Regions from separate parts of the Mus musculus genome. Here regions 1 and 2 are each linked to region 3. The links are chromatin contacts, called in public promoter capture Hi-C maps. All regions are on one chromosome and are shown on one strand. Each heading gives the region's core, a stretch centred on a gene start, on an enhancer-like site or on the middle of the called end of the contact. The rest is flanking DNA. Distances are from core to core; before and after follow the strand shown. Region 1 holds the start of Rhpn1 (rhophilin, Rho GTPase binding protein 1). Region 2 holds the start of Smpd5 (sphingomyelin phosphodiesterase 5). Region 3 holds the start of Mapk15 (mitogen-activated protein kinase 15).

Region 1 (3,078 bases), core at 431-2,930, 290 kb before region 3:
GGTGGGAACCTAGGGAGAAAGTGTTCCTGAAATCCTGCAGTTGTCCTTAGTGAGCTGGGGAGGGGTGGACTTTCCTAAGGTTTATGAAAGGGACAATCCTGCTGAGAAAAGAATAGTTAAGAGCAGATTGGGAGGGCTGGAGAGGTGGTCCAGTGGTTAAGGATGTGGACCAGTCTAACGCAAGGCCAAAGTTAGGTTTCCAGCTCCTACATTCAATAGTTCACAACTACCTGTAGTCTCTTGTTCCTGGGGTTCAAGTACCCTTTTCTGGACTCTGCAGGCACAGTGCTCATCTGCAGAAACACACACACACACACACATTAAAATAAATCTTTAAGAGAAACAGTTGCTTTAGTCAGGCATGCTTTGCTGGGTGGATGTCAGTCTAAGCACACAGGATTCTGAAGACACAGAAGTCTGAATTCAGGGGTGCCTATGCAGGAGGGTGACAGCTGTGCTAGGTGACAGCACATGTGGTCTCTGTTTAGTTCTAAGGTGATGACCACACCTAGGCAGCATAAGAGCCCGGAGATGGAGGAGGCTGCTCATGAGGATGTCAGTGGAGGAAGAAGTGAAATTAGGTGACACTCCACAGGAAGATACTAGAGGAAAGAAAAGGAAAGAAAGGAGGGGAGGGGAGGGGAGGGGAGGGGAGGGGAGGGGAGGGGAGGGGAGGGGAGGGGAGGGGAGGGGAGGGGAGGGGAGGGGAGGGGAGGGGACAATGCTGCCCTGGGATCAAAAATGCCAGGAAGTTTGGAGAGGCTAGCGGGGCAGATGAGAGAAGCATTTCTGGCGGGGGCCCACTGTCCAGGGACATCCAAGAGCTTAGCCGAGCAAATTTAGATCTGGGGATGACAGAGCCAGGTGTGTGTGAGGGGGATGGGGCGTAGAGACTGAGTCGCTGACTCAGTCAGGGCAAGCAGTGACCAGGGTGGCGGGCAGCGTGGAGGAGGCTGACCTTTGGAGCAGCTTGACAAAGGGCTAGCCACTCATTTCTAGGCTGTGTTCTCAGCTCATCTAGTGTGAGCCAGCCCACATGAATTTGAGAAGTGCTTCGGAGTAAGCCCTGCAAGGAGCTCGAGTTCTGGAAAAAGTCCAATTCTTAAAACCAATTCGGGTTCTGGAAGGCGATCCGGTTCTGGAAGCACAAGGAGGTCAAGGAGAATGTAGGCTCTGGAAACAAAATGCATAACCAGGTCCCGGAGGCGAGGTTTCTGGGGGCGGTTCTGGAAGCAAGGGGACCGCAGCGGCGCTTTGCCTCTTAGTGCCGGGAAGAAAGCAGGCATTGTTTTAGAATCAGCACAAGCACTTGTCTCTAACAAACCGTTTAAAAAACCCCATTGTAAACATTTTTGGAGCAATCCTGGAGGGTCCCGTTGCCGGGGTGACGAGATAAAGCCTTGAAGTCCCTGCAGAGGCTGCAGCGGCTCTTGGTCGCCGCCCCCAGTTCTGCTTGTCTTTTCCTAACTTTCTCCGCACGCCTAACACCTAGCGTTGCGCATGCGTACCCTGATCGGCGAGCGGCCCTGGTTGCTAAGAGTTACCAGATCCCTTACCTGGAGCCCGCCTTTCTCTCACTCTGGTTGGTAGTAGTTTCTATCCATCGGAGTAGCCCTCACCTCTGATTGGACAACATCAAGTTTTGCAGGCGGGGCCCGCGCTCTGCCGCACCGGTCAGTCGGACCCTCCAGGAGGGGGACAGTCGGAGCAGCGCGGCTGATCCTCCCTGGAGCGCGAGGGGCCTGCTGCTCGCAGCCTCTCGGAGTCAGCGTCCGAGCGAGCAGCGATGATCCTTGAGGAGAGGCCAGATGGCCAGGGCACTGGCGAGGAAAGCTCTCGGCCGCAGGACGACGGCAGCATCCGCAAGGTGGGGGCTGAGCAGGGATATGGGTCTTCAGCCTCCTGCCCCGCGCTGTGCAGTGCGGCCTTCCCGGCCTTTCCTTCCTGGGACCCGCTCCCCTGAATGCCAGGTGGGGATACTGAGGTCCCAAGGAGAGACCAGAGCCGGTGTTCCAGCCCGATGGGAGTAACACTGGAGCAGTCACGGTCTAGATGGTTCCCCTGAAGCTAGAGAACCCCTTGGGTCTCAGAACCAAGAAGTTGGTTCTGATGGGTGACAACCCCCACTCCCTCACCTCCACAAGCAAGCACGTGTTTTTTTCTGACGTCTAGAAAGCCTCCTTCTCTAACAGTGTCTTCTGCGTGCCCCGCTGTAGGAGTCAGTGTCCATTAGTGGTTAGATTGTGACAGCAGACAGCAAAAACCTTCGGAACTTCACGGGGAAGCCTGACTACTTTTCCCCAACATACATCCCCTCCAAAGCTCCTGAGTCTGGAGATGAGGGTGCCTGGGCTTCCAGGAACACAGGGGTGAAGTGGAAACTAGTTTGCTCTTTGCCTAAGGGATATTATGTTAACCTTCTCTGCTTCTCCGGTCTGGGTATTTCCTAGGGGTCAGTGAGTGTTTGGGTTTCTTAGTATGTGTGTAGGCTCTGGGGTACTCCTGCCCATCCCCAGGGGCTGCTAAGCAGAAGCTGCTGTCACAACACTCCCGGGTGTTCCCATGGCTCTTTGCCCACCTTCCTTCCTGGTGTCAGATTGTACTTTGTTGCTGGCTGATTCTATCCAGTGTGTGTGTGTGTGTGTGTGTGTATCAGGTCTCCTGGAGGAGAGGGAGGAGAGGGAGAGGAAGAGGAAGAGAGGAAGGCACTGGGACTTGGACAGAACCCTCAAGGGCTCCATCCTAACCAGGCATGCCTGATACCACAGTGACTAGCTCAAACTGGGGAGGGGTTAGATTGGAGAGAGGGAAGGAGGGAGGGAGGGAGACGGAGTCAGCCTGCAACATGTTCTCCAGGAACTCTTCTTCCTAGGGTGGCCATGCCTTTCAGGTGCCCTGTGGAGGAAGTGCATGTTGCATTGGTCAGCCTCCCTGTGGATAGTGTGGGACTCCCCCACCCTGAGCTGACTCAGTAAGAGAAGCCTGGGAAGGCTTAGGATTGCTCTGTTCCTTCTTTCTATTCCCAGGCCTGTGTGGGGATAACTGTGTCCCCCCGCCCCCCACCTTTTGCTAATCCTT
Region 2 (3,385 bases), core at 739-3,238, 300 kb after region 3:
GTGTGCTATTGGAAACCGTGCACCCCAGCAAGCTCACGGACGCCCTCCTGCTGCTCTCCTGCCTCCATCAGCTGTCCCACGATGACGGCAAACCTATGTTCATCTGGTAACACCCGGTGCCCGGCTGGCCCAGGCTCACTTCACCCTGTAGGCCATTGTGCATGGCCATTAAAGTTTCCCACAGACTCTGGTCACTGGGCCCAAGCCACACCTTCCTGCTCCAGTGGGGTGGGGTGGGGGGGCCACATTCACATTACAGCCTCCCTGGAGAGACAGAGCTCTCAGACACTGTCTTTCTAATGGGATTAAATGGAAGGTCCCAAATTCCCTTTTTACTTGGTAATGAAAACAGAAGTTCTGGGAGCGGAGGAAAAAAAAGAGGGAGTAGGATCAGGAACAGGGAAGGGATGATGCAGAAAGAAAGGATACTTCCCTGTTCTTAGCAAAGGGGTAGGGAGCCTCAGGGCCTTGGGGCAGGACAGTAGAGGTAAGAGAGCCAGATGCCACCTCATCCAAACCTGGGCAAGGGAGCCTGGGAGATGGCAGCCCCTTGTGAAGATGCCCAAGGTCTGAGAAAAGGATGGGTTCTGTCTAAGCATGGGGGACCAGAGCTGACCAGAGAATGAAAAACATGGGTTGGGGGGGATAGGGCGAGGGATTGTGGGAGGGGGGACCAGGAGCAGGGGGCATCTATGGGGATGTAAAATGAATAAATAAATGAAAAAAAAGGAACATGGGTTGGAAAAATTGGGGCCCTTGTGGGAGGGGGGTATTGAAATCAATGGGTAGGCTGAGATTGGAAACATCGTGGTGTTTCTAGAAGAGTGGAGACCAAAATGGGGTTGGTTCATGAGAAGGGCAGTGTGGAAAAGCCTGGAGTAGTTTCTGGCTTGCCTGAAGTTGCAGGCGCTAGGGCAGTGACAAGGCAGAAAGGAATAAAAGAACTAGGGACTTAGAAAACCAGTTCTTGCCAGTCAAGGAACAGCAGAGCCTTGGGGGGGGGGGGGCGGATTCAAACAGGAATCTATCAGTACCAATACAACTTCCGGTTAGAAAGAGGCATGGTTCTCCAGCTGGGATACCTCGCCCCACCCCCACCCCCACCCCCACCTGCCCTGCAGAGTTCAATGCCTTCTGCCCAGACTGCCCAGCTCATCAACAGTTGCCTTCATCCAAAGTCTCCAGGACTATCCTGGCAAGCCGGCTGAAGATCGCCAGCCAAGACAAACCTGATGGGTTACTTAAGAGACACTGATGGTCGATGTCAGGGTGTTTGCTGGCTCACAGCTGGAGTTAAGGAGTCAGACTTCCAAGGGGAGCCAAGAAAAGTCTGTGAAAGCCCAAGGGATCATTGTCAAGAAACTAAAGTCAAGAGGGGCGGTGCTGGTACATGTCTTTAATCCCAGCAATCCGGAGGCAGAGGCAGGCAGATCTCTGTGAGTTCGAGGCCAGCCTGGTCTACAGAGCAAGTTCCAGGACAGCCAGAGTCACAGAGAAACCCTGCCCCGAGAAACAAAACAAAACAAACAAAAATAAAACACAGAATTAAAAGAACTTAAGTCTGTTACAGGGCTCATAGAATGGAGGATTTCCTTTTACCTGTCTGGGCAAGCTGCCTCAGGTGTAGAACTAACGGTCCCTCCCCGGGTTTGAAGTCTCAGCCTCTGCAAGCCATCGGTGCTGAGTCTCTGCACTAAGCCAGGCACCGGATTGAGAGGCTGTGGTGAACCTACCTGGCTGTGAGTAGTCAGGCTGTAAAGTGTATTGGAGGGGTGGGGGAGGGGAGAGTAGGCAGGGCCCTAAGTTTTTCTCCGAAGCACTAAGTGGACCCCCGCAAGTACAAGGAGGAAATAGGGCAGGGCTGTAAAGCTCGGATTTCTTTTACGGGTTTTTTTTTTTTTTTAAATTGTTGTTCGTTTCCAACCGCCACAGAAGTTCTGAGTGGGTGGGGCCAGTGGCCAGCACTCAGGCTCGCGGGACGTCCGGGCATTACTAGCGGCGCGCACAGGTTGTGCCACCTGGTCTTGACCTCCGCCGCCGCTGGAAACCAATGAGTCTCCCTGACATTTCGCGGCGAAGGAGCCCAGTGCCCCAAGAGGACTGGCCCCTGACACCCAACGCCCTGAGGCCTTCACCTTTCCCGAACCCAGTGCTGCAAGCCCTCTACAGTTTATCCCGCGTGCTGCTTTTCCCGACTTACTGGTCCCTGGACCAGTTGCTGGGCTGCTGGGCACCAAGCGTCCGATCCAAAAGCTTGGGGTGGTTCAAAGTCCTGGCAGGAAGTGGGGTGTTGCTACCACTGGTGGTGGTCGGCCTACCCTTAGCGTTGGTCGGCCTTGCGCTCTGGCTGCCCCTCCAGGTCTGGCGCCGCCCCTTCTGCTATCAGCCCCCTCCGGCATGCTGGGTGTGGCCACAGCCCTGGCATCCGCCTGCTGAGCGCCGGCGCTGCTTTGTCTTTCTCACTGCTAATCTGTGCCTATTGCCCCACGGGCTGGCTCATTTTAACAACCTGTCGCACAGCCTGCAGCGCGCCGAGGCTGTAGGGGCCGCACTGCTAGATAGCCTTCAATCGTCACAGTATAGGGTTTCCGAATGCAGTCAGCCGCCGCCTAGGGTGCCTGGTGGTGAGCTGAAGGCCACATTACCTATGGGCTTGGACTTCGTGTGTCTGCAGGAAGTGTTCGACCTCCGCGCAGCTCGTCGTCTTGTGCGTGTCTTGGTACCAAATCTGGGCCCGGTGATATATGATGTGGGCACATTTGGCTTAATGGCTGGGCCGTACATCAAGGTACTGGGCAGTGGGCTTCTACTGGCCTCGCGCTACCCGTTGCTGCGTGCCACCTTCCGTTGCTTTCCTAACGCTCGTCGCGAGGACGCCATGGCCTCCAAAGGTCTACTATCAGTCCAGGTACTAACCCAGGCTGCAGTGAGCCCTAGCGGGGAGAGCGTAAGCAATAGATTTAACCAGGAGAGCAAGAAGACCTGGAACTGTGGGTGGTGTTGCAGGCGCAGCTAGGCATCGTGGACGGGCACCCCATCGTGGGATACCTTCATTGTACACATTTGCATGCACCCGTTGGTGAGCCCTGCAGGAGGGTTTGAAATGTGGGTAGGTAGCCCCTCTTCTCTCCTTCGAAGGCAGTAGGTCCCTTAACCTTACCAACACGTCTGTCCCCACATCCCAATGTTCTCTGCCCCAGACATCCCAAGAAATGCCTTGGGTGGTTTACAGATCAGGACCCACAGGGTGAGGTCTTAGATCCCTACTCTGGGCTAAGCCAACTTCATCTCTCCTCTCAGAGGATGGACATATTCGCTGCAAACAGCTAACGCTGCTGCTGGAATGGGTGGAAGAGTTCGAGGCTGAGAACCGGCAGAGTGATGA
Region 3 (3,377 bases), core at 124-2,623:
CAAGTGTCTACAACAGATTTAAACCTTGCTAAAAGGGCTGGTCCCTGGGCATGCTGGCCCTCTGACAGTGAACGTGAGAGCCCAGAGCTCTTCCTGCTTCTCTTCTGTGCCTCAGGTGGCATTCTAGTCCAATACATCCTGTGTTACCTGCTCCCTCCAACGCCTAAGCTCTCTAATACACACAAAATTAGCCGAGCAGTGCTGCACACCTTTAATCCCAGCACTTGGGAGGCAGAAGACAGGCAGATTTCTGAGTTCGAGGTCAGCCTGGTCTACAGAGTGAGTTCCAGGACAGCCAGAGCTATACAGAGAAACCCTGTCTTGAAAAACCAAAAAACAAACCAAACCAAAACAAACAACAACAACAAAATTAACTCATATACCCCCAGGCTCACGTAATTCCTGCCCTTATTCTATGTACCACTCCACTCAGGCTTAGTGGACCCTGCTTAGGTGACGCTAAGTCGCTGAGTCATGGAATGGTCCTTCACTCTCAGTGACTGCCGTGGGCCAGGCCTCCCCAGAGCATCCGGTGGAAACAAGAGAGGGTCCTAAAAGTAGGTGACTGACAGGAGAAGCATAGGGATCACTCTCCCTGTGGCTTCCGGGGTGGGGGTAGGAGGCCCTGGTGGTTACCTGCCTTCAGGGATGAGGTCCCTGGGTGTCACCCAGTTTTCTTAAGGAAACTGAGGCATAGGAACCTGCAGGATGCATAACCGGCATCTTCCATCTTTCGTTTTGTTGGGGGTGCTATGGATGGGACTCTGGTCTTCGCGCATGCTAAGCAAGCACTCTGCCACTGAGCCACATGCCTTGCATTCTGGGTCTCTCTGGTCAGCCCAGGCTTGCCATCCTCCCCATATCCTAACAAAGGCAAAAGGATCCAGTTCCGAGCACTGTGCTCCCTGCTCTTGTACTCAAGATAATCCGCGACCTCCTGGCCCCTTGCAACCTCCTCCCTCTCATCAATGTGCCCAGTGTTTTTGTCCTCTGGGTGGTGTCCATGCTTTTGGGCTCCATTCAACTCCCCTGCCAAGCAGGCCTAGAGCCTCAAAGCGCTGGGCTCACTTTCTCAGGGTCTAGTGCTCTATTGCTCTTCCACCAGGGTCTAGGGCACCCCCCACACCCTGATCTTGCCAACTTTCCATCCACTCTTGCATCCAACAGCTTCGCTCCTGAGAGAGCCTGGCTCTGAATCCCCAATACTCAGTACCTCCTTGTACCCTTGGACGTGCACAACCCAGGGGCTGGCAGAGCTGCCTTCCTAGCTCAACCTCCACCCCGCGCGTGCAGCACTGACTAGGAGAAACCGAGTGGAGAGGTGGGGCTGGCTGCAGACCCCGCCCATTGGCGCAGGCGCAAGGGAGGAGCATCGCGGCTGCTGGTTCCCAAGCCAACGGATCAACAGGTCCAGCTCCAGAGAAAGAATCGGTGGACCCCTAGAGCCAGCGCCTGCCTCTCGCCATGTGTGCTGCCGAGGTGGACCGTCATGTAGCCCAGAGATACCTGATCAAGCGGAGGCTTGGGAAGGGGGTGAGTGCGGGGACGTCCCGTCATATGAGGGGGCACTGCAGTCACTTTTGGGTCTGGTCAGCTCTCTCAAAGTCTAGTTTTCCTGACACCGGACGCTGACTCCTGGGCTCGTATCCTGCTTCCTCCGAAACTCCTGTCCCCCTGTTTTCATAAACAATGTTTTCAGGTGGCACTCGAGAACCTCGCCCTGAAAGGCAGGCTCAGGAAGGTCTGAGCGGGTACATAGAATCAGAGCAGGAATTGTGAGCATGGGTGTATTCGTGATTGTAACTGGGCATATGGGGTTATATGTGTGAATGTGTGTAATTGTGCGTGCGTTTTCTGTGTATCATGGAGAGCAGCAAGCAGACAGCAATCGCAAAGGCCCTGAAACAAAGACCGGTTGGCTGTTGGAGACGCTACATTTTTATGCACAGAGCCAGGAGGAGTTGGGAGTGGTTCCCATTGTGTAGAAGGGATCTGGGGAACCTTCAAAACTCTGACTTTAATTGGTGAGCTGTAGCACTAGTTAATACTTTACAAAGCTAGTCCTGTTTTCTCTGGTGAAGCTCCGTACTGGTAATGGGTAGGAGTGGCCGAGAGAGTAGAGAGCCAACCTCTAAGCGAGGCTGGGAGCTTGGGCCAGTGCACGGCATAGATGGGAGGAAGGAGAATGTGTGGGGAGCTGGCAGGGTTAAAGGTCATTCTAGAGATAGATGGTCCTGCCCAGTAGTCTTCACACCCACATAGGGACCTCTCTCGCTCTCATCCCCTTTCCCACTCCACAACGTGATACAATTAGTTGTTGGCTCTTTCACTCCAGACCTGTTGCACTCTGACCCCTCCCAGTATCCAGAGCTGGCTGGGGCTGGCTGGAATATAGATGCATGTGGAGTAGAGGGCCCATGTTCAGCAAGCTGATCCATGTGTTCCCCAGGCCTATGGCATTGTGTGGAAGGCCATGGACCGGAGGACTGGCGAGGTTGTGGCCATCAAGAAAATCTTTGATGCCTTTAGGGACCAGATAGATGCTCAGGTAATGGAGCAGGAAGGAAGTATGGGGAGTGTGGGGTGGGGTGGGGTGGAGTGGGGTGGGCGGGCCCGTCATGGCAGGATTCCTGGTGTTTCTGGGTCAGCCCTGCTGGGCATTTCTGTTTCTTACAGAGGACCTTCCGTGAGATTATGCTTCTCAAGGTAGGTGACCCAGGCCATCCTCCCACCACGTCCCCTTCCCCGGGTGTAGGCCCCCACAGACAGGGGAGAAGTGGCCCCAGTGGCCCAGAACACAGCCCCGGCTCCCCCCACAGCAACAGTCTATCTTCCTAGGAGTTTGGAGGCCATCCCAACATCATCCGCCTGCTTGATGTAATCCCAGCGAAGAATGACAGGGATATTTACCTGGTGTTTGAGTCCATGGGTGAGTGAGGCCTTGGCCAGACCCCAGCCTTTACTTGAGTGGCCTGGTTCCCTCCTTATGTTCCCTTGCTGCCTGGCCCCTGCTGTATCTGTCACTCTCATCTGTCCCCTGAACCTGAGCACAAAGCTGGTGACCACTGACTTCAAAGCCTGAAACATGAGCCACCTGTCCCCTTACCTGCCTGCACTTACTGCCTGGCAGTGACTCCCACCCCTCCCCAGCCCCCAGCCCTCCTGCAAGAATCCTTGCTTTGCCCTCATTTGCCGTTCTCCCCCTGCCCTGCTCAGCGGGCATACCAAGAACAACATGAAATGGGAGAAGAGCAATCCCATGGACCATCATGGTTCTGTTGGCAGTGAAGGCAGATGCAATGACTGGGCAGCATGGTAGAGAGAGCCCAGGATGGGCTGAGGGCTGGTGCAGGCTCAAAGTGGTACAGACCCGCACT

The links. Capture Hi-C pulls out chosen DNA fragments and counts their contacts.
Region 1: a contact with region 3 is called in a promoter capture Hi-C map of pancreatic islet. The contact joins the promoter of Rhpn1 here to the promoter of Mapk15 in region 3. A contact is called at or near these places in 3 of 39 promoter capture datasets (embryonic stem cells, frontonasal cranial neural crest and neural stem cells), 2 of 484 Hi-C or Micro-C datasets (embryonic stem cells and uterus), 4 of 115 datasets of contacts at active chromatin or transcription factors (embryonic stem cells, microglia and pancreatic cancer cells) and 3 of 9 other capture datasets (adipose tissue, liver and pancreatic islet).
Region 2: a contact with region 3 is called in a promoter capture Hi-C map of pancreatic islet. The contact joins the promoter of Smpd5 here to the promoter of Mapk15 in region 3. A contact is called at or near these places in 1 of 484 Hi-C or Micro-C datasets (embryonic stem cells), 4 of 115 datasets of contacts at active chromatin or transcription factors (embryonic stem cells, memory CD8 T cells and pancreatic cancer cells) and 1 of 9 other capture datasets (pancreatic islet).

Annotation. Positions count from the first base shown.
Region 1 is chr15:75,702,608-75,705,685 of GRCm38.p6, forward strand. It overlaps Rhpn1 (rhophilin, Rho GTPase binding protein 1), which reads left to right and starts at 1,681. Exons shown (of 15, transcript NM_001163465.1): 1 at 1,681-1,867. The coding sequence starts at 1,787.
Region 2 is chr15:76,292,384-76,295,768 of GRCm38.p6, forward strand. Smpd5 (sphingomyelin phosphodiesterase 5) reads left to right here and starts at 1,989. Exons shown (of 7, transcript NM_001195537.2): 1 at 1,989-2,908; 2 at 3,007-3,079; 3 at 3,301-3,385. The coding sequence starts at 2,051. Spatc1 (spermatogenesis and centriole associated 1) reads left to right here. Exons shown (of 5, transcript NM_028852.1): 5 at 1-189. The coding sequence ends at 110.
Region 3 is chr15:75,992,396-75,995,772 of GRCm38.p6, forward strand. Mapk15 (mitogen-activated protein kinase 15) reads left to right here and starts at 1,374. Exons shown (of 14, transcript NM_177922.2): 1 at 1,374-1,533; 2 at 2,450-2,548; 3 at 2,677-2,706; 4 at 2,839-2,929. The coding sequence starts at 1,465.